Regions from separate parts of the Mus musculus genome. Here region 1 is linked to region 2. Evidence: chromatin contacts called from public HiChIP or PLAC-seq data. All regions are on one chromosome and are shown on one strand. Each heading gives the region's core, a stretch centred on a gene start, on an enhancer-like site or on the middle of the called end of the contact. The rest is flanking DNA. Distances are from core to core; before and after follow the strand shown. Region 1 has its middle 26 kb from the start of Gm52892. Region 2 overlaps Gm4876 (predicted gene 4876).

Evidence for each region. HiChIP or PLAC-seq counts read pairs in DNA pulled down with a chosen protein or histone mark.
Region 1: a CTCF HiChIP or PLAC-seq map of the NIH/3T3 cell line shows a contact between it and region 2, with 23 read pairs. The contact joins two enhancer-like sites. A contact is called at or near these places in 1 of 15 datasets of contacts at CTCF or cohesin (the NIH/3T3 cell line), 2 of 484 Hi-C or Micro-C datasets (cerebral cortex and pancreatic cancer cells) and 3 of 115 datasets of contacts at active chromatin or transcription factors (embryonic fibroblasts, embryonic stem cells and pancreatic cancer cells).

Annotation. Positions count from the first base shown.
Region 1 is chr6:17,223,409-17,228,412 of GRCm38.p6, forward strand. No RefSeq gene overlaps it. Among named protein-coding and RNA genes, the nearest start is that of Gm52892, 26 kb to the left of the region's middle. Within about 2 kb of position 1,668, at least 49 of the 459 cell types and tissues checked have an H3K27ac peak or open chromatin away from gene starts, as enhancers often do. A contact at or near this core is called in the NIH/3T3 cell line and pancreatic cancer cells, where this site is marked.
Region 2 is chr6:17,140,429-17,145,455 of GRCm38.p6, forward strand. The region is part of intron 1 of Gm4876 (predicted gene 4876); the gene reads right to left. Among named protein-coding and RNA genes, the nearest start is that of Gm4876, 29 kb to the right of the region's middle. Within about 2 kb of position 2,788, at least 108 of the 459 cell types and tissues checked have an H3K27ac peak or open chromatin away from gene starts, as enhancers often do. A contact at or near this core is called in the NIH/3T3 cell line and pancreatic cancer cells, where this site is marked.

The DNA of each region.
Region 1 (5,004 bases), core at 418-2,917, 82 kb after region 2:
GTAACCTAGACCCAGAAACACAAACATGGTACGTACTCACAAATGGATATTATCTAAAAAGTATAAGATAATCATGCTATAATCCATAGATTCAGAGAAGCTAAGTAACATGAAGGGCTCAAGGGTGGGACACATGCATCTCGCTGGAAACAGGAAATAGATTTTGAGTGTGAAGTGAGGACAAATGGGGATGCAAACAGGGGGGTTCAAGTTGTGGGGAAACGGAGGGAGGGATGGGAGAGACAGCTGGAAAATTTAGGGAGCATTGTAGAAAACAAGTGCAGTGGAAACTCCTTGGAAACAACAAGAGTGGCCCTAGCAAAGTCTGCTAGTAATGGAGGATATGGATCCTGAACCAGCCATCTTCTATAATAAGGCAAAGCTCCCAACAGTGGGACTGGAATATCAACCCAGACACAAAACCCTTGACCTTCAATACATCCTGTTTGCAATATGTACCGGGTAATGGTGGCCCAGAACTTGTTGGAGTGGCCAAGCAATGACTAGACCAACTAGAGACCCTTGCCATAAGAGGGAGCTGTGGCCTGACACTGAGTGGAAGGTCAGGAAGTAGAGGCTGATCGGTCCAGAGACCAAGGATAGAACCAAATGAAACTGCTGAAAAAAAAGGCAATGAAATGAATCCTAATGATATTATACTATAGTCTTTAAAGTCCTAGCCAGCTAATCAGCCTTGAAGAAGGTTCAGTAAAAGGTTCAGCTCTTTCATACTTTGTCTGTCACAGTAAGAAACAAGTATCCCACACAGAATGTTTCTCTAGCAGCCTCTGAATTGTTTTCTAATGCTCTGTCACAGAATCTTTCTCTTTCTCCAGGCATGTGCTTTTAGTGTGTGGGTCAGGGTTGGAGTATGACAGATTGCAGGTGAGAGTTGAAGGGAGCCTCTGACTTGTCACTGTGGTCAAGGGTCATAGTGCCGTCTTTAGAGAGGCCATCAGTAAATCAAAGCAAAAAGATAATGTTAAACGTGTAAGGGATTTTAGTAAGAGGGGTTTTGCCATAAAGTATTTTAGTATTTATGGACTACTAAAACATAGCAGCATGTAAAAATATAACAGCAATAGAACAGAGAACCACAACCTGACATGTAGAACCATGCTGCTATACGCATATATGAATATTTCAAATGCAAAATCTGCCTAGAGTATAAAAGCTCTCTTCCTCTGCTGAGTCCAAGCGTCTTTTAGTCATCACTACTTTATGGGGCATGGAATAGCACTGAGATGATTTGCCATTCAAGACATGACAGTACCTAGGTCCCATAAAGCCTACATCCTACAGAGAGCTTTTGCAGGTGGCTCCCTCAATCCTAAAGTAACATCTGATCCCCCCAAAATTAACCCCTGCAGAGCAGTTCCCGAACGTTCTGGAATACCCAACTCTAAATGTCCAATGACAATTAGAAAATTACATGGCACTTGTGTTAAAGTCTCCTGGAATGAACCTGTAATACCACTAATGAGGGAGGGAAGAAAAAGAACTTTTGGATAAATTAAATGGTTAATTGTTTTCGAGAATCTTGGTCCAAACAGGGAAATGCCTCTTCAGAATGGCCCCCATCCTTTGAGGATACATCTGTATAAGAGAAGCAGGGCAAGGATGTGTGACTCAGAAATTCCACTCCCTAGAAGTCGGCATTTTTTCCTCTTAGCTGGGCTCACAGCCAGTGTAGCCACAACCTTAATAGACTAAGTGGAACTTCGAGTCGTATGACATCAGGAGGATAATCGTAAAGATAAACTGAAAATAGTGGGAGATAACTGACCCTCTAATATGACATGGATAAGTACAAATGGTAAGTTGAATTGGAAAACTGGTAAGAAGTTGCCATATGTGGGAAGTGTGAAGATTTGGTTGCTATAAGTGAAACCTCAGACTTTGGAAGGAGGAAAGATCTCGAATGTCATGAACAAATAAGTATAAGTGGAACCATCTTGGAAAGCATGTTGGTTCATACCTATAATCTTAACACTCAAGAACCCAAGGCAGACCATCCTGGGGAACATGGTAAGACCCTGGATGAAATCCCAAAACAAAGTAAAATGGTGACGTCATCCAAACAAAAAAAACTGGTTGGAGAGATACCTTAGTAGGTGGCATCTCTATAACCTAGCACTAGAGAATAGAAGCAGGAGAGATTTTATGGCTAAAATAGTCCAGATGAAGCAGTAAGTTCAAGATTCAGCGAGAGACTCTATCTCAATAAACAAGGTGGACAGTGCTGGAGAAGTCAACCTTTGTCCAGGACACTTGCAGCACAGGTAAGTATTCTGGCACACATATAACAAAACAGACACACACACACACACACACACACAGAGAGAGAGAGAGAGAGAGAGAGAGAGAGAGAGAGAGAGAGAGAGAGGGAGAGAAACAGACCAACAGACAGACAGACATGGGCACATGCACACACTCAGATACCCACCCACAGAGACCTACACAACACACACACACACTCATGGACACATGGACACATAGACACATACACACACTCAGACACCGACCCACACAGACCTGCACATGCTACACACACACACACACACACACACACACACACAGGGAGAGACAGATAGACACACATGGGCACATGCACACACTCAGACATTCACCCACAGAGACCTACACATCACACACACACACACACACACACGAGTAGAGAAACATCTACTGAAATAAAAGGGGTCCAAAGAATTTGACCAGAAGTGGCAGAATTTACAACCCTTCCAAGGTTTTCCAGGCTCTGTTCATCACAAATTGCTGACGCACAGCCAGCCCCGTCTCCCTGATGTAAACTAGACCACTTGCACTTGACCTGACACTTTGAATTTTGAATTTTGACAGAGGTTTAGATACTTTTTTATCTTAGAAAAATCTCCATATTTGGTCTCATTCAAAAATCACATCTGTAGGCAGAATATAAGCCTTAGCTAAGCACATCAGGTAGGTTTGAATAACTTTGTCTTCCTACCTATACAGATTTGGTAAATAAGAAGCCATGTTTGAAAACCCATCACTTCATTCATATAAGCTGTTGTAGAGGTCTTTTAATCCAGCACCACGGCTGCTCTGACAAGGGTTCATATTCAAAGATCTTCTAGGTCTATGTGATCCAGCTGGAATGCAGACACCGTCTGTGGGACACTGAACCATGCCAGGACACTTGGTAAGGCTGAGTGTGTCCTCCCAAGATCCAGGCACTTCCTGCCCCCACCCCACCCCACACACACTGTAGGCATCTCTCTGCTCCTTACTAACTTCCTGGCCCAGAACAAGTGGTCACATTCCCCACAATGGTCACGTAGCCCAGAACATAGTTCTCCGTGCTAATGAGGTATCTAGAGGCCCCGAGGGTTTAGTCAATAAGCTTCCCTTCCCGGACATCCCTTCCTGCAAAAGGTATTTAATCTCTGGTCCACCCTGAGGAGTTGGTATGCACACATTTTCCATGATGAACAATCAGTAAACAATTTGGAGCCAAGGACTGTCTCTCTTATCGAAAACCACCATTGGGGGCACGTAGAAAGCCTTCAGCTACAAAGCTGCTGCTTATGCTTCTGACAGATGCCCCCGCCCGCCACTCCCAGACAACTGCCACTAAGCTAAGGACTTTCACCGATGAGCTAAGCTAGAGTTCCCCATTCCCCTGGCCCTGGGCTCCTTATCATCCTCAGCCTGTGAGCCACGAACTCCATTTCTGAACTCCCCGAGATCCACTGGTGCCTGGATGGCCAGGAGTTTGGGAGCCACCGGCCCCCAGGGTCCTCAACGCGGGTTGAGGGACCCTTGACCTCAGTTCCAGACTCCTCTGTGTGAAACCCCAGCAGTGACTGGATGCCTGGGAATTAGGGAAAACCCAGCTTTGGTCTCCCACATCCTAGGCCGTGCTTCCTTCCCCCGTGGTTGGTGTTGCAGTGCTTCCCTAAAGCCCAGCACCAGACAGTGGCTGTGCTGGGTGAACGCAGTCTAGCATTTCCACATTCTGCGTGAGAAGGTCAGGATGCCAACCCACAACCCTCTGGTATGATCTGGCTAGAATAGACTCACCCTTAATACACACCTTTAATCCTAAACACTGAAGGTAAGGCTAGTTTGTAGAAGGAAGCAGCCATGTTTGAAAGTGAAGTCTAATTAAGAGTTAAGGTGACAAATCAGAGAAAGACACTAGGGTATGCCTAGCTCTCACGAGGACGGGAAAGAGGGGATAATTAAGATCAGAGCAGAGAGGGAGCAGTTTGTTCATGAGCTCAGTTGAGTTCACCCAGTCCGTTCAGTTGTTGAGTTCAGTTCCGTTGAGTACAACTCAGTGAGTCTAGGGAGTTGAGTTGAGTTCATTTGTTGAGTGGATTCATGAGTTCATGCAGAGGTAGAGAAAGCCAGAGTGTTAGAGGAGCCAGAAGATTAGAACAAATTGCCTGAGCTCAAGCAGAGCAATCCAGTGAGAAGCCAAGAGAAGCCAATTTGAATCAGTCATCTGGGAAGATTAGATTGTATGGAGGCTAAATGCTTTCGGGCCTTGGCCTAGGGATAGTTAGAACAGAGAAAGAAATGCCCTGGGTTCAGACCAAGCCAAGATGTGCACTCACTTAGCTTAGGTGCGACTCTCATCTCATCCCATCATCTGAGGAAATATAAGTGACATTGACAAGCTGTCTTTTGTTCCCTACTGTCTTGTCTTTTGTACTTATTCTTTTTTTTCTTTCTTTAAAAAAAATTAGATATTTTATTTATTTACATTTCAAATGTTATCCCCTTTCCTAGTTTCCCCTCTGAAAATCCTCTCCCTTCTCCCCTCTCCCCCTGCTCCCCAACCCACCCACTCCCGCTTCCTGGACAAGGCATTGGGGCATCAAACCTTCACAGGACCAAGGGTCTTTCCTCCCATTGATGACCCACTTGGCCATCCTCTGCTACATATGCAGTTAGAGCCACAAGTCCCTCCGTGTGTTTTCTTTGATTGGTGGTTTAGTCCCAGGGAGCTCTGGG
Region 2 (5,027 bases), core at 1,538-4,037:
GAGAGAGAACTTGGATTTAGGACAGCATGTTTTATGACCAGAACAGAAAGTCTACAAGGCTAGTGATGAGGAGATGCCATTATCGTTAAGCAAAGGTCAGTTACAAGTTTCTGCAAGGACCACACTAATCTCAGCTCATTTTAGCTTACACCTTGTTTGCTGTTGGAACAGTCAAATGATCTTTCTGCAGTTCATTTCAGTCCAGCACAGGCCTCTACCCTTGAGCAGCTTGACACTTTCCTACAACTAGCTAGTCTAGCTCTGCTTTATACCATCCAATATGTGCAGGAGTGGGAGAAACATAATTCAAAATTCTTCTCTTCTTTTGGGATTCCTGGAAGTACTAGTTCTGTGCTAGTTGGGCAATACTCACACAGTAGACACAGTGCTCCCTCTGTGGTATGTCTGGATCATACATCAAAGCATATATATATATATATATATATATATATATATGTGTGTGTGTGTGTGTGTGTGTGTGTGTGTGTATGCATATCTATACATATATCTATGCATATATCTATATCTATATCTATCTATCTATATATATATATATGAGTTGGTTTATCTTCTCCAGAGGACAGCTTTTGTATAATGAATTTATTTAATGGATGTTTTGTTGTATTTCTTTCAGCCCTCCAGTTTTATGTTTAAGTCAGCCATTGATTGGAATCTTAGCAGAATCCATAAATAATATCCTCTCCTATCTGAACTCAGAAATAGAGAAGTTGAGTTCAACCAGTCGTCTTATAAAAGGAAGAATGTGACCTTCGAATAGCAGCCACATTTACCTCCCACACATACCTCCCCACCACCACCACTCCCCTCGCCCCAGGAGATGGTCAGGGCAATGGGTTCAAGGCAGAGCTACAGAGCCAAAGTGTTCCCCCAGGTAGTCCCTACAGAGACAGAGCTGCCTGGATAGGTACAACTCTTGAGGAAGAGGAAGGCAGGATGGTTAGAGCTGGAATTGACATGTTCTTTTTAAAGGCACAGGAGCCTAGGCAAAGAAAATCTTCTCTTGTTGGGAGATAGAAAGATTTTTGTTTGTCTTTTTTATGACATAAACTCCAATTCCCTGCATGTTAGTCATTTGTGTTTTATTTTCCATGAGGAATTTTAATGTACCCACTCAAGTGGTACTCCTGAATTTAACTATTTAAAACTCTTGATCTTTCATTTCTCAAATTTAGTTGGGTAATCTCTTTTGCTTTTATGGGTAACTCATAAATTAGCATCATCCTCCCTGAGGATGAAGAGGGGCTCCAGTGAGCTCAGCAGAGCATGGAAGCGGGGTTTATTTTGGCAGAAAAGGCTGAAGTAAACAACCAGGAATGATTGCTTTCCTTTTAAAGTCGGAAAAGAGGGGAGTGTCCTATACTGTGGTTGACTGGGATCTTCTTCTTGGATGCTAGAAAGCCCTGAGGTTGCTTATTTGTTTTAAAGATTAGTTTTCTTCCAACTTTGCTTTGTTTATCTATCAGGAATAACTCTATTACAGTGTAGTCTGATCATCTCGGTCTAGTGTAGGAACTTAATCTAAATCAGTGGTCACCAATACATGCCATGCAATATCACTCTACGGTAAGAGTACTCACTGGTGGTTTGATAGTGTTGTGTCCAATATTGTCCATATTTTCACAGTACATTATCCTGTTTCTTTTTATGAGAGACTTTACTTTCAAGGTAAATTTCTTTTGGGAAGACATCTACCTAAGTGCCACACATGCAACTGACCCCAGGTAACATCTACGGTAGAACCACTTGGCAAGAGGGTTTGAAGAAGAGGTATAATCAGTTCAGCTCCACCCATGGAGCAAACGCCTCAAGTGGGAGAAAAATGCTGTGGATTTGTTCTAGAGATTTCAAAATAAAAGGCACCAATTCAAAAGATATCAACCCAAGGGGTGACAGGAGTCTCCTTACATGTTTCTCTACATTGTGGGTTGTACCTCTATTTGATCTTTTCAGGACATTGTACATATCTCTAATGATAAAAATTTTATGTGTGTATGTGCACACGTGCACTTGTCTCTCTGTGTGTATATAAATAAGAAAGACAATCTTGTAACTAATCTAGCAAAACATACTTAAAATTTAACATTTGATCTTCATCCAATGATATCTTTTTTATACCCATTGGTTAACTGACAATCAGAAGGAGGGAATCCATTGTAAAGTGAATCCTTTGCTTTCAGCAGATTCTCTTTGCTCTATTGTCATCAGAGCTGTCATCTTATTCAAAGTCCTCAGACTCCCTGGTTGTCAGCCTTCACATGTGTCTTTGAAATGGCTTCAGTAACCATCTCTAAGCTATTCCATTGTCTCCCCTAATTTGCATCAGTCTGATTCATTCATTCCTTAGCTGGGTTATAGGGTAGCTTTTCCCCTGTCGTACCCATGCTGTTAAGCTGCCTCTCACTCACTATTATCACAGTAGGATTCAAAATGCTCATTTGGTAAAGGCCTGTTGCTCTTGAAGGAAGACAGAACATTTAACAAATGAGCACAGAGAGCATTTGAGAGTAGCTTTTAAAATAAGATCTGAAATCCATTTTGCCTATATTAAAATAGTTTTCTTGGAGGATGAAAAAGCCTGTTGGCAATCAGAGGCTTGTGTGACATTCAAGTCTACCCAGAGGAAGCGGCCAAGTAGAGAGGCTCACTGCTTTACAGATTTGCATTGTTCTGCTAACTTTCCTGCGCCAAAACCACTCAGTTGCTCCCTTTCACCAACCTCTAAGGTCACAAGACAGACAGTTCTTTCTTGATTACTCAAACAAATACACGTCTGATTCAGAGGAGGGAAAAGAGTTGCCAAACTCAATGCTTAGGAAGGGCAAGGCTGCCTTTGCTTTATAAGCCAGCCTGATGAATCACCACATCCATGACTAATTGTGGTGTTAAAATGTGCCCAGGAATATTGCCTGGTTTTTATAAAGGGAAATTCTAAAGGAGACCCAGAGAAACAAGAAAGAGAAAACGACACTTGTGCACGAATGTGCGTATGGCACAATCATTCCAAAAAACTTAGTAAGTCTCTTGCTCTGCAACAGGCAATCAAATCCTAGAAAATGTGAGACTGGCGTGGATATCAGCATGGCTTTCTTCACAGCAGTTAAGTTTGTGAGCTCAGAAAAGATTTCCCAAATGTTTCCTAGATCTCAGAAGGTTAAACTCAGACATGAAGACAGACTGGTAAAAAAAGACTGATGCTTATATGCATAAAACATATGTGTTTATGTAAATATATGACTATATAGAATATAAATGTAAATATTATGTACATAAGTATGCACATGCATGTTTAAATAGTTACAATGTATATGCAGTGGGTACACTTATATAAAAATCTATTCTTTCTTTGTATCATTACACAGTTATATTATTATTCTTAGTAATATACACATGGTTCTCTCATTGTTCTGAGACAAGTTCTCTTACTTCTTGAGACCCTCTTCTCATAGTGTTCCGCGTGCTGAGAGTGCAGCCATTCTGCCCAGCAAGAAAAACAGTATTCTTTCAGTTAATTATGTTGTCTGTTCTGAAAGACCACACACAAAGGGAAAATTGCAGGACAGGGCAACACAGTCAGTGATGGAATCTACTGAGAGAACTAGGGAGGACGTCTTGGAAGGACGAAAGAGAAAAACTGGAGGGCAAGATCTGAGCAAGTGAGAAATGAGCTGATCCATCTTCTAGGACTTGGAGCAGTGACGTTTTGTGGCAGAGAAAAAGTTGGAGCAGTGAGGGTTAGGAATCTCAGATAGAGTAAACCAGACAGCTAGAAGAGCCTTGCCTCCATGATGAACATGATGACCTACTGTGAAAACATTAGCAAATAGAATCTAACAATAAAGAGAAAGAATAATACATCACGAATAGATGCAGTACATCTAAATGCAGAAAATCTATAAAAAAATCAATGTAAGAACGGCTTTAAGAAAAATGATACAAATAAACAAAATTAAAAGATAAAAATCAATGCAATCATTCATATTTTAAAAACACTATTGTATGGGCACAGAAAAAACATTGGCTAAATCCTGCATCTCTTCATGGTAGAAAGCACCCATTCTGGCAATCTAGGACAGATGTAAACTTCCTTAATCTGGTCAAGGATTCTCTTTACAACAAACAGTAGAGAAGTCGGTTGGTCACCCTACTTAGTGAAATGCTATGCCCTGGGATCAGGAACTCAACAAGGATATCTGGAGCACCATTGTAGGTTGGACAGGGAGTAAAAAAGAAAACCAGCAGGTAAACAAACACCAAACAAGGATGTTGCTTGCTGATCCTTATGCTCTCCAAGTAAGGAACACGCAAAAGGATCTATAAGGACCCACAAGCATCCTAACAGATAATGAATGACTCAGGCAAACTTTCATTGTGTGTGTGCCAGCCCTAGTTTTAAATTCTGGTGCTTTGTGATGAAAAACTAGAAGTTTAAAGTTTAAAATAGCTCAATTTAGAATTAAATGAGCTAACCATATAATTTCTTTAGGTAGGAAACTAACACAAAATGAATGTATGAGAAAAGAGAAAATAAAAAACATTAAAGAGGGGTAAACTCAAGAAAATATGAATATAAAACATTTATAGAAATTTAAGATAATGTGCAAGAAAAAAACCACTGGCTTGAGGAAATGGCTCAGGCTGTAAAAGTCTTCTCACACAAGGACAAAAGCTTGAGTTCTGTCCCAGAAACCACATTAAAAAGCCAGACATAACTCCACACTTGTGATCTCAGCCCTGGGGAGGTGGAGACATTCAGATCCTCAGGGCTCGTTGATTGTCTCTAAGCCAACCAGTGGGATACTTTCTCTGAAAAACTAGAGTGGGTGTTTCCTAAGGAACAATACCCAAGATTAATGTCTAACCTCTACATGCACACAGGAACACATACACTTGCAGCCCATACCTGCATATGAACTTGTGTGAGCACAAAGAAAGATGTGTCAGCAGTCTCTGGATATTGTTCAATGGTGGGAGAGTATGGCATGTTAACTGGCGTTGAGGTCCTAGGT